2 separate regions of the Mus musculus genome follow, and region 1 is linked to region 2. Evidence: chromatin contacts called from public Hi-C data. All regions are on one chromosome and are shown on one strand. Each heading gives the region's core, a stretch centred on a gene start, on an enhancer-like site or on the middle of the called end of the contact. The rest is flanking DNA. Distances are from core to core; before and after follow the strand shown. Region 1 overlaps Pgr (progesterone receptor). Region 2 overlaps Gm32014 (predicted gene, 32014).

Region 1 (5,947 bases), core at 2,381-4,880, 240 kb before region 2:
CATTGTGAGATCCTGTCTCAAAGAAAACAAAGTCAGGCTTGACTACAGATGGCTCTTAAAAGATATAGCAAGAATTTAGCCTTAGAAACAGCATCTCATAACTGAAAGGTGTGGCAGGGATGTCAGAATTCTACACTCAGGGACTAATCTTGAAGAAAAGGTGGTGCACAGGCAGGAGAAGTCCAATAGCACAGTGGCTAGTGTCCTATAAAGCTGTAAAGTCTGCATATTTGAGACACCTACATTCTGTCTGCTTCCAGTGTGGAGAGGATATAGCAGATACTGAAAACCACAGTTCCCTTGAAAGGACAAAATGACCCTGTAGCAGAGTCCAGACAGTGAAACCAGCTCCTATAGCAGAAATCTGTCAAGCCAGTAAAGAATAGGAAGCATCAAGCCAGTAGTCAAAGTGCTCCATGGTGCTGATGCTCCTGAGACATTCAAAAGTCATGGATTTCTAATTGTCATGATCCTGTTGCATTTATGATCAGGCTTAGTAATTGCCAGAAAGTGAAGTAGTGAGAGAAGAGTGGCTGGGAATCCCTACTTCCCTCTGGTACCAAGATCACAGTCAGCTTCTCCCTCTCCTCACTATGCTCTTGTGAGTAGTAATAAGATGGGAGATGAGAACTTGATAGAAACCAACAGAACGCAGGATACATTAAACTAAGAGAGCTGGACGTTCCTTAGACTGACACATTTCCTTCCCAGCCTACCACCCATCGGCTTCCTTCTTACCCCGCAGACTCCTCCTATGGTTCATGAGGCAAGATCCCGTATAGATATTTGATCTTTTTATTCCTACCCTATACTGCCACACTACTGGGTAGTAGCTACACATTGGACGTGCTTGTTTTGTATTTGTTGGCAAATCAGTGTATCTCTGTCCCATTGGCTAAGTCTGGAGCTCTTCTGGCCTTGCCTCAGTGCCTACACCAGGGGTTTGAGGTTGCAGGTACTTGCAGCTCTGGGGATGTTGGAGGAGGAGTACAGTTTCTTTGGGTGCTCATCTGGATTTTAGTGGTTGGTAAAACCAAAGTTTCTTAGTTTTATATTCTTTATGACAAGGATTTTTGGTTTCAACACAGAAGCCAAACAATGAGGCATCTGGTCTGGTGTCCAGCAGGTTATCTGTGTGTTCATCTACTGTCGTCATTCTGTCAGTGCCTCTTGGTAATGTCTCACAAAGCCTTCTGGAAAACTAAGGAGGTCACGATCACCCCAGCTCTTTATGTTTATGACCCATCATTTGCTCAGAATATTGCAACTTCCTTCAAAACATGCTCCCTGCCTCCAGGATGAGTCCTCCCTAACCCCATTGTCTGTACTACGGAGAACATCTTCTAGAGCATCACACAGAGGACACTCTTTTCATGTAGAGCTACATTTTCATGCGATACTATGGTACACAAGACCATATATATTTGGGACTTGGATTTCATTCTGTCACATCAGTTTTGGCTCCACGCTCTCTGGCAGCACCATGTCCGTGTATTTTTTCTTTTAGTTTGTGCCTCTATTGTTTACAAGATTGGAGGACTCTTCCCTTCTTCTTGATTGAATGCTAGCTAAGCTAATTCCTCAACTACTTTACATGTTTTTCAGGATGTCTTGACTCACTTTGGAATCTGCTATTATAAAAATTTCCTATGTGTTCTTGACTCTCCCTTTTTTCACTGTGTAATACCCAGATCTTTGATTATCCATCTTTCCTCTCCACCCAACTGTAAACCAGAGAAGAGAGAACTGGGTACTGCTACAGTCCAGCAGGGTGATGTCTTCCAGTTGAGAATGGGATGATGCCTAAAGTAATGCTTCTCAACTTCACCATTGTTACTTCCACCTCCACCATAACCATCACCATACCACTTCCACCACACCTCCACCACACCTCCACCACACCACCACCACACCACCTCCACCACAACCACCACCACCACACCACCACCATCATTTCGGTTCTGTGTTCTGGGCATATTTTCCCTATACTTAAATAGGTAACTGAACTGACAATGACACATTGAAATAAACTCTTTAGAAAGTTGGTAGTTTCAGAGTTAAACCTGGTGCTTTGATTGACTGTGGGAGTCAGAAGAGATAATTTGCTTTTAGCATTTTTCTCTTTGTTTTAAGGGGAAATATTAAGATCTTAAAAACAAACCAAACCAAACAACAACAACAACAACAACAAACCTCAATTAGTTGACATCTAGGCAGAGATATGGATTGGTGACTTTCCCCCTAAACCATGTAGCCTCCAATTAGAACAATGAAATCCTTAAACACCACAGAGCATTTTCTGGGCTTATTTACAATCTATGTTTGCATAATGACTGGTAATTCTTCGAACATTTCTCATGTTGTTGACCTGGCACATCACCTTTTGGGGTTTGTATCATCCTGTCATGGATGTTGCTCAGTAATTAAGAGGATGATATCTGCTTTTATGTCAATGAACTTTCCAACTGACCTAGTAAGCCACACCTCTTTTTTCCAAGTTCTTACACGTTTCCTCTATTTGTTTCAAAGCATCAATTTGGAAAAATTGTTTTTTTTTAATTGTTGTTGTTCTTTTGAAATACTTTAAAATTAGATGTCACACCTCTCTTATTTTTCTTGGAGCAATGATTACCCCAGAAGAGTTAAAATACACAGAATATTTAGATCAAAAGGAGACATAGTACAGATGAAAATGATGGCCGCAGAAGGCAGTCTGTCTATCTCTGCTTACCGTCTGAAATTCTAGGTAGAGTTTCTACCCAGTGGAGACTGAGCAGGGTGCATCTCTGTTTTTGACAGCTATAGGGTATACTGCTATTCACTCGCAGGTTCTTTTCTTTCTGTTTCTCTTATAAGTCATAAAGCCCTCAGGAATAAAAGCTAATACTCTAGTTGACAACTGAGTTCAGAAAAGCTATGATAGGAGTTCATTGGCCGTTTTCCTATTTTAAAAAGTTAAAAAATTGTGTTTACCAAGTTAAGTCTACATTTAAAAATCCAATCACACCAAATATATTGCTGCATGGTCCAGTAACTCTAAGTAATATGAATTTGAAGAAGACATTAAAAAACAAAACAGCTGCATATGTAATAGAAACACAGTTTGATGAACAGATACTTTAAAATCAATCTTCCTGGAGCAAGGAAGACAACAAAAGTTACCTCCAGTGACAAAACACTTTAAGCCACTACTGAATGAAATAGCTAATCATGAAAACTCAAAAGAAAAGTAACCAAGTGTTAAGCTTCTTATATACCCTACAAAAGAAAATCATATTTAAACAGGTTTCATTTACAGTAATGTCTGAAAAATTGGTTACTATTGGGGTTGAGCAATTTCAAAAGACAATTTAAAAATAAAGTACAATGTATTCCTGAAAACTATTTACAATGCGGCTTGCATATTTTACTTATATTGGTCTAAATATGGGCCATGACACTGATGTCACTCCGAGAGTTAATAATACTGCAGCTTCCTGGAAGTAATGAGCAGAGTGGCCTTTCATGGCTGGTCTCTTCACATTTCTCTGAAAGTGCCCTGTCAGTTAAAAGCTTTCAACCAGCTTAAAAGTAATGCTTTCCCCCATTTCGCCATGAGTCGTAAGAAGGCAAACAAACCTGTGTTTAACAATAAGGTCAGCGTGACATGAGGCAACCAGTCCAGTAAATCGAAAATGAGGTCGACATTCTGGGACTCATCCAGCAATCCTGTAAGAGTTTTCCAGACTCCCCAGCTGCACGGAGCTTGAAGGAGCCTGGGAGCAGCCTCCAGTCAGGCCCAGAGCTCTGCTTTGGAATGCTGTCAACTCTAGGAGGAGAGCAATCCTCTGCTCCCCTCCCTTTGCAGTAACCAGGCTCTTGCTGTTATTTAACTCGTCATTAATGCCTCATAAACTCTTAAATTCTTCCAGGGAAGAGAAGAATAAAGGAGACTACTCTTTGCATTTTATCTTAAAATGGAGACAAAGTCTAACTGTGTGGCCCAGGCTGGTTTAGATTGTGCAATCCTGCTTCAGCCTACATAGTCCTTGGGGTCCAGGAAGGCACTAACACACACAACATTTAGATTCAGTTTTGAAGAACTAACTTTGGTGAATGTTAGGTCTGAGAAACTGGTAGTCTGCAGGGTCTCCCCCAACCATGAGTCTAACTAAAGGTGGAATTCAACCTGAATCTGGCTATCTAGGTCTTGTTGAACTTCGATTCATATCATGATGTGGAGCACAATGCCTATCCAACTGTATTCCATCCTGTGGATGGACAGTTAGATGCTCTATGGCTTTTCACTCAATTTTAGTTTAAAGGCCAGAGGGTATGAAACAATGTTATACTAAAGAAGTGGTAGACTGAAGGTAGAGGTAGACAGTGAACTTGGTGCCCATCCCCAAATAAAGACAAGAGTACCATCATGGACTCCTGGTGATATTCTGCTAATGAAAATTATGTCATGACCTGGTGAGTGTGTGTGAGCAACTTGGGAGTTGACAGTCTTTTCCTAGAGTATCCACCTTTGGATTTCTTTTGGAATTTAAGAGATGAATATGTTTTCTATATCTAAAAGGCAGATCATAGGAAAAAGAAAGTTATGCCTTCCTTAGTGTCTTCCTCTTGTCCAACTCAGTCTATCCTAAAGAGAGTGGTTGCTGAACTATGCAATAAAAAATAAAGATGTATTTTAAAAATATGGAATAAAAATTGTGAAAAAATATTCTTAAGTCTTGAGTGCTTCTTGTACATGAGGCTACAGAGTTTTAAAGAGATTTAAAGGGTTCATATTCCAGCCTGGAATGTGATTAACAAGGAAAAACAGAGATGATCCAATTGTTCCTAGCAAAAACAGAAATTGTAGCAGTTATCAAAGGAATTAAGGCTACCAGATCCAGTGGGCGGGGAAAGTTCTTATAATCAGAATAATACTATTTGGGGAGTTGATTGTATCATAAGTTTTGGATCCCATTGTCAGTTGGTATAGATGAAGAGAAGAATAACTTTTCATACAGTTTGTTAGAGAGCTGTGCTCTGCTCTGCATAGGATATTTAAGAGTTTGTGGGAAATGTCAAAAATTAATACTGGTTCTATTAGATATTATAAGCAAAGGGTGATATGCTCTTTAGATTTCTTATACATTAGGCCCTAAACTCAAAAAACTACATTTTATTCAGGAAAATAAATAAACACACATTGAATTGATAAAAATATTTCATAGTAAACAGTGGGAGAAGGAAAATAATCAGATTTTCCAGATCCCAGGTTTCACTAGTGACTAGAACAGATTAACATGGCAAGGTTATAACAAAATTATGGCATAATGAAGATGAAATTACGGAAATGCTATTTCTGAACATCTCTATATATGTGTACAGATATATATCGTGTGCTTATTATTTGCAAAGCAGTTGGGTAAAGTTTAATGAAATAGCTCTATATTACACTCATGTAGCCAGCAAGTAACCAAGAAGTGAGTAATCATAGGATAGCCCTTTATATACATCATTAAGTCTATCACTATAGTTGGCAATAATTTAGAAGTTACAAGTTGATTTACTGTGGCTATTTAAAAATATTTTATTTCATACAATGTACAATAGTAAAACTTAAAGTTAAGTGTGAAAAAGTACAATGGAAAAGCATTGCCTAACTAAACATGCCATGTGTTTATACACCAGAAACAAAATAGTTCCACAAAACAATACTGGGCATGACATCTCTTTAGACACAAATCATTTTTCTTTTTTTTTTTTTTTAAATATGTCAGTAAACAAAATCATCTAAGCTTCAAGTATTTCCTTTGTTCTTAAGCTTTTATTTTAGTTTAGAGCAACCCAAAGAGCATGGTCTTCAGAGTGGAGATAAAGGTTATGATGACTACACAGGCATGGAGTCTCGGCAGTTGGAATTGTAGATTAAAAGATTTGGAGATGAGATAACTTCCATTTGCTCATGTCA
Region 2 (6,470 bases), core at 217-2,716:
TGTGTGGAGTGAAAGAGTTTAAAAAGATTACCAGCATGATACTCATGTTTCTGCTGGCTTAGTCCTAACACATGGTGGCGTGCAGGGAATGGTCTTTGAATCACATTGGCATGCATTTTGGAGCTAAGTGTGAAAGGATCAGTATTGGCTCAAGACTCCCAAGATCAAATTGCCAATAAAAAGGAGATTTATTTGGCCCAGAGGGACAGAGGGCAGGGGAAGGGGAACAAGACAGGAGATAGAGGACAGAGGAGAAGAGAAAAGGAACAAAGGAGAGGAGGAAGTATTATTAGTGCCAGAGAGGAGAACAAGGACAAAGGACTGTCTCTGGATAAGGAGGGGACAGGCGTGGCCCACAGACAAATGGCAGTTTATAACAATGAAGGGCAAATCCTGTGTTAAGATGAGGTGTTTAATTTAAACTTAGCCTGTTAGTTATGTGATCAACTGGGGTTTTTGGTTGCTGGACTTCAATATTTTGATAGCTGGACCTTGGTAGTCAGCCTCAGGAATAGGAAGTGACCAAAGGAATAGACCTTTATTTGGAGTTAGCTTTAGGAATGTAATCTAATGGTGTTTGTTTGTTTGTTTGTTTGTTTGTTTGTTTGTTTTTTAGCAAGGTGGAAGAAATGGTAGAGAAGTGAAGAAGGGCAAGGCCTGCCAGAGCCATTTTTCTATGCTCAAGCTGCCTAAAATCCCTTCGTGCATTCAAATAAGAGAGAGAGAGAGAGAGAGAGAGAGAGAGAGAGAGAGAGAGAGAGAGTGTATGTGTGTATGGATTGGAGCCAAGCCTCTATGTCAGACATGCGCTCAAATGCTGCTGTCATTATAAGCCCCGAACTCTTGTCCTGTGGTTCTCCATTTCAATAAACAGAATTTGACGTATTAAAAGATGGCATGTTTACACTGCAGCATGAGATTTGAGTCTGAATGTGCTTGTGACACGTCTGTGAATCCATGTTGGACAGGCAGAGACAAGAGGGTTGCCGGGCTTTGTTCACTGGGCAGCCAGTCTACAGGAACTGGTGACCTTCAGCTCCTGTGATAGAGACTGTTGGGAAAGCTAAGGTGGAACGTGACTGTGGAAGACATACAGTGTTGACCTATGGTTTCCACACAAGCATGCAGACACAAAAGAAACAAGTAAAAATGTATTAATCACTTAGACATACTGGGCTCTGGGAAACAGATCCAAAAAAAAGTTTGACGGGAGGGGGAGGGGAGGGGGAGGGGGAGGGATGTTAACAGGCTGATAGAATATTTATGTACAATGATGTGACTACCATATTTTGGGAGTCAAAGCATCTTTTAAAAGCAATTAGCAAAGACAGAATGGGAAAATAGGGTCCTCTTTTAATTCAGGAAATCTGATGACTCATTCTTTGTACTGTTTGCCAAAACCGCCTAATGGATGGGATGTCACTAGTCATGATTCAATGTTGTGATGTAATTTAAGGAACAGAGTTTTGATTCAAAGGGTGATCTGTGGTCACCTAAACCTTGCCACCACCTGGTATGCAACTTGAGACAGGTCACTTCCCTTCTCTGGCAAGAGTTTCCTCATTGTTATAATAAGGACTTCACCAGGCAAACCATAAGGACATTTCTACAGCAGTTATGGGGGAGAGATAGTTCAGTGGATAAAACACTTACCCTACAAATGTGAGAACTGAAATCCAGATCTACAGCCCATGTAAATGGTGAGTGGATAGAGGCTGGCCTGTAGTAATTCCAGACTCAGAGGGCAGAGCCGGGATCGCAGAGCAAGCTGGCTATCAAGAGCAGCCACATTGGTAAGCTCTGAGTTTGGCTGACAAACCCTGCCTAATGGAATAAGATAGATCAACTGAGGATGATTCTGAACACAAACTTTGGGCTTCCCCTTACATGTGCACACAGGTGCACATGCACCCACCTCCCCACATGCACATATAAAACATGCACATACATACAGGTACAGTCCATATACAAATACATAAAAATGGAATTTTTATTTTAATGGAGTAATAACATCCTAGATAGGTATTCCTTTGTACTCCATTTTTTTTTCATTTTTACTTTGTCATTCACAGCAAATACTTTCTCAGGTTTAGTGGACAGACCTCACACATGCAATGACATGATGTAAGTAAAGGACACTTAATGAGGGTGACATCTGCTTAAGAAGTTACTCTTACCCCATACACTGAAGCAGAGAAGGAGAAGGCAGGATAAAGTTGTTTGACCCTAAAAGACAATCTTTTATTATTCCTTTTGTCAATAAGCATGTTAGTGAGATTCAAAAAGAAATCAATCCCGAAGGATTCCAGTGGGATTTGTCTGAGCACCCGTTTACAGAACGTCACTTCTCAGGAATCATAGATCAAGCCTTAATGCTTTGTGTTTTAGAAGGATACATTCCTTAGTGAGTTTTAGGTCTTGCTGTTAATTTTGGGTAAAAGAACTTTATCAGGCCTGGATTACGGAAAAGTTTCCAAAGCCTGAGAATATTTTTTTCTCCTTCTGGTCAATGAGAGTAGTGGCTACAATATGTAGTTCACTTTCGGAAACAACCAACTGGAGAGAAGAAATCATACAATATGCTTCTCAGATTACTTCATGGCAGAGAAGAGAAAACAATTACCTACAAGCTCCTATGTCATTTTGTAAAAAATAAAAAGCTTGTTCTAAAGGACTCAGAATCCCCCGTGTTCCTGTGTTGCTGTAAGATGAATGTGTAGGCATGATATGGGTTTTACTGCATCCCACAAAAGGGATGAATAAAGAATGGGCTGTATGGGTATACAGATGGATACCAGCATGAAGTAAGTTACTCTCAGGGTGCCTCAGAGCCCAGAAAGCATGCATTCTGTGACAGAAACTAGACTAAAACAGAAGGTCCAGGATCTAAGTAGTTCTTTAACAGCTTCTAATATGCATTTAATTTTCTGGGATCTAATGAGAGGGTGTTCCTGTCCTTATGTGGTTTGATGCATAATGAAGCTATCTACTTTATCTACTAGAAGCCCAGAAGACCTGAGTTTTATCTGAAGTCCTTCAGTAAGTAGGCTTTTCATTATAAAGAGATCACATGTCTTTAAAATTAGTATGGAAAGAGGAAACTATTTGAATGTATATTGCAGGTACCTTCCTCCTGAGATAATAAATACTAAGTATTGTCTCTTTCAGCAAAAACTTAGTCACATATGATATTCAGCACAGACAAGGAATACATCTGAAATCAGGCTTCTATAATGAACTACAGGATAAACAACTTTCTAGTTTGTCCAATAGATGATCCACAGAGGATGGACCTAAACTCTGCCCTGTTTGATGTGTCCCTTGTGAACAGTTTGGATCCAACCACAAGGTCATGATAAACTGTCCTTTCCTCTAAAGTGTGGACAGCCCGGCACAGCTGAGCACAAAGCCTTGTCCTTACACTGAATACCCTGGCCACTATATTTTGTTGCCTGCACACCCACTGCCTGGAGCTGCTTTCCAGCCTTGATCGGATGCCTTCTCTTGGCAGTAATGGGCTTGAGTATCAGCTTGATATTTGTCTGCCCCCCAACCCCGTGCTGTGTTTATACCATGTAGAATTGAATGCCACATTTGTCAACTGATTCAAAGCCAAGAGATCTTTTGGCTTCTCTGATCACCTTTTCTTGGCTAAGGAAAAATAAGTACAGAGGCAGAATCAAACAATCTTTCATGTATTGTGTAATGCATGAATGGACTTTAAAAGTTATTCTAAAATATTGAAAGAATAACCTTGAGTTTACTACACATTAGTTATTGCACAGTGGATTTGGTGTCCTTTCAATGAAATTAAAACACCTAGAAATCCATGCTTTTGATTTGATTCCCATTTCTGTTTGTTTTGTTTTTATTTTTCTGTATGTCTGATTCTAGTTGCTTATGTGACAAGAGAGAGCTGTGCATGTCATCCCCTATGTTCATATGCAATGTCCTTATAGAGACTGTAGGCATTGAGTGCTTCAACATTTCTGTCAAACATTTCTTTTGGATTCAATAGCAGTGAATCAAGAGCCCCACATGCTATACTGCTAATTTTAACTTGTGTTGTTTTCTGTGATACTTGATGTTTTTCAAATCAGGATACCATGATAGTATAACAATGGTTTTGGTTAGATGAATCCAACTTTCAATATAATCATATAATTTACTGTGCAAAATGTGCCTGAATTAAATAATAACACAGATGTATCATCTTATAAAAATGTTGAGTTCTTAAAATTTATTCTCTTAAAACCCAACATTCACTGAAAAATAATATATCTAAAATACCTACCATGAGGGGCTGGAGAAATGCAGACGACCAAGTTCTTTTTCCAGCATCTACATTGGGTGGTTCACAACTATTTTCAGCTTCAATTCTGATGTCTCAGAACCCCTTGTCTGGTTTCTCTGAGCACTTGCACACAAATGTGAACATCCACACTTAGTTGAAACATAAGAAGCCAACATGTAAAAGCTAATTTTAAATGTTTTAATACAGCTAATTAAACATATGGACATATGTGAAAAATGCAGTAAAATTAGAGAGCATAGACTGTAATTCAGCTTACTTGTGACTCAAACCTAAGTTGTCAATCATTGTTAGTGTAGTATGGTTCGTGTGTGTGTGTGTGTGTGTCCCTGAAAGATGAGGGACAAGACCATGATGAAGCAAAGACAGGGTCTGAAGGGGCTTAAATGTTGACTCTAGAGAAATGGGCAGAAGTCTTATGTACCAAGCTACCCAGAATAGCATGCTCCTCTGATTTCTCATAGTATTTGGGATAAATATTGGCTTGGGACAGTTTGATTTGAAATCACTTGAGCTCTTACCTTACCACAGGACGACACAGAAGAACAAGCTCAGTCAGGACTCACACAGGCAACAGGACAGCATTGTAGAAGTTTGTTTTGGTTCTTCCTCTTGGCCTCATGCTCCCAGAAATAAGACTCATACTTAAAATATATTTACACATTCGTTAGACAATTTTTCAGGCTTTTCTCTTATTAGATCAAAACTAAAACAACCCATTTATTTTAACTCACATTGCATGTAGCTGGTTGCCTATGCTCAGGTGCCATGCATCATTATTGTCACATCCTCCTGGTGAATCTCCCTAGCATGGCTCTATCTCAGAATTCTTCCTGCATCCCAGATGTTCCACCGTCTATCCTACCCTTAACTATAGTCCATAGGTTTGTTTTGTTTTTTTAATTGAGAGGCAATGTATCCATACAACACACAGTATATTCTCTCTACACACCATCATAGTAACAAACAAGGGTAGAACCGAGGGCATGCTGATGAAGTGGAACCCATGTCTCCCTAACTCTGAATGACAAGTGAGTGAGATGAGGCTAGGATATCACTCAGCCTCCTGTCTTCATTAGCTCAGTGACCAATGATATCAATTATAGGCAGTATTTCAGAGGAAAGCAATATGATTTTGAACATACTGAGTTTATGAGTAAATGGGATAAATCAAAAAGAGCTTGGCACATAAGAATAGAGCTTAGACAACAGCACAAAGGATGCTGAGTCTGTATCATCAGCAGAGAGTTGAAATTTAAGAGCTTTGTAATCAGGGCGAGTAAAAGCTGTAATGAGAGAAAAACATATGATATCTCTCCAAGAAACATAGTTGGTGGTAAGAAGCACACACACACACACACACACACACACACACACACACACACACATACACAAATCAAGATGTGGTGTGGATAAAAAAATGAAGAGAAGAAAGAGAAAGAAAAGAAGAAATCTGGAAGGGAAATGTAAGAAAGGACATGGTAGCCATGGTGAAGTAGTTCTAACACAGGATGTACCCCATCAAGCTAGAACCCCCATAAGGACGGATATATGCATGTCCCATTCATTCCTAGCATTTCCTATAACTATCTATGCCTGATATTTTTCCTGAAAGTAACCCTTCTCAGCCCTAAACTCTCTCATAGTGTATTACTATTTTCCACCCTACCTTTTCTATTGTTTAATTAACCCATTGGGCTGTAAATTATAAAGTGGTAGTAAGCATATATTTTCCATTTCTGCATCAAACATAGAACCTACATATTCTAGGATATAAAACAAATTCTTAAGTATTTGCAGAATTTAAAAATACAGTTTTCTCATGTATCCTATCTTCTCTAGAATTAAGGAAATTTTGTTTAGTTGCATGTTAGTGGATTTACAGAGATGACAGTATATGTGTGGAAATCACAGGACAGCTTTCTGGAGTTAGTTCTCTCCTACCTTGTGGGTTACAGGGACTAAACTCAGATTTCCAGGTTTAGTAGCAATGCCTTACTCAATGAGCCATCTCACTAGCCTCAGTATTTGACTAAACACTGCTGAAATTGTCCTTGCAGTGTGACATGATTAATACTTCACAACTATCCATCAACTATCCATCACTATCCATGACTCATTCTTACAGTTAAAAACCAAAGCAGATTAATAGTTGAAT

The links. Hi-C and Micro-C count contacts between places; a contact is called where the count stands out from the background.
Region 1: a contact with region 2 is called in a Hi-C map of uterus, with 4 times the contacts expected there. The contact joins two enhancer-like sites. A contact is called at or near these places in 6 of 484 Hi-C or Micro-C datasets (nephron progenitors and uterus), 1 of 115 datasets of contacts at active chromatin or transcription factors (embryonic stem cells) and 1 of 9 other capture datasets (embryonic stem cells).

The regions. Positions count from the first base shown.
Region 1 is chr9:8,968,209-8,974,155 of GRCm38.p6, reverse strand. Pgr (progesterone receptor) reads right to left here. Exons shown (of 8, transcript NM_008829.2): 8 at 5,545-5,947. Among named protein-coding and RNA genes, the nearest start is that of Pgr, 71 kb to the right of the region's middle. Within about 2 kb of position 3,630, at least 24 of the 459 cell types and tissues checked have an H3K27ac peak or open chromatin away from gene starts, as enhancers often do. A contact at or near this core is called in uterus, where this site is marked.
Region 2 is chr9:8,726,312-8,732,781 of GRCm38.p6, reverse strand. All of the region lies in intron 1 of Gm32014 (predicted gene, 32014), which reads left to right. Among named protein-coding and RNA genes, the nearest start is that of Gm32014, 11 kb to the left of the region's middle. Within about 2 kb of position 1,466, at least 9 of the 459 cell types and tissues checked have an H3K27ac peak or open chromatin away from gene starts, as enhancers often do. A contact at or near this core is called in uterus, where this site is marked.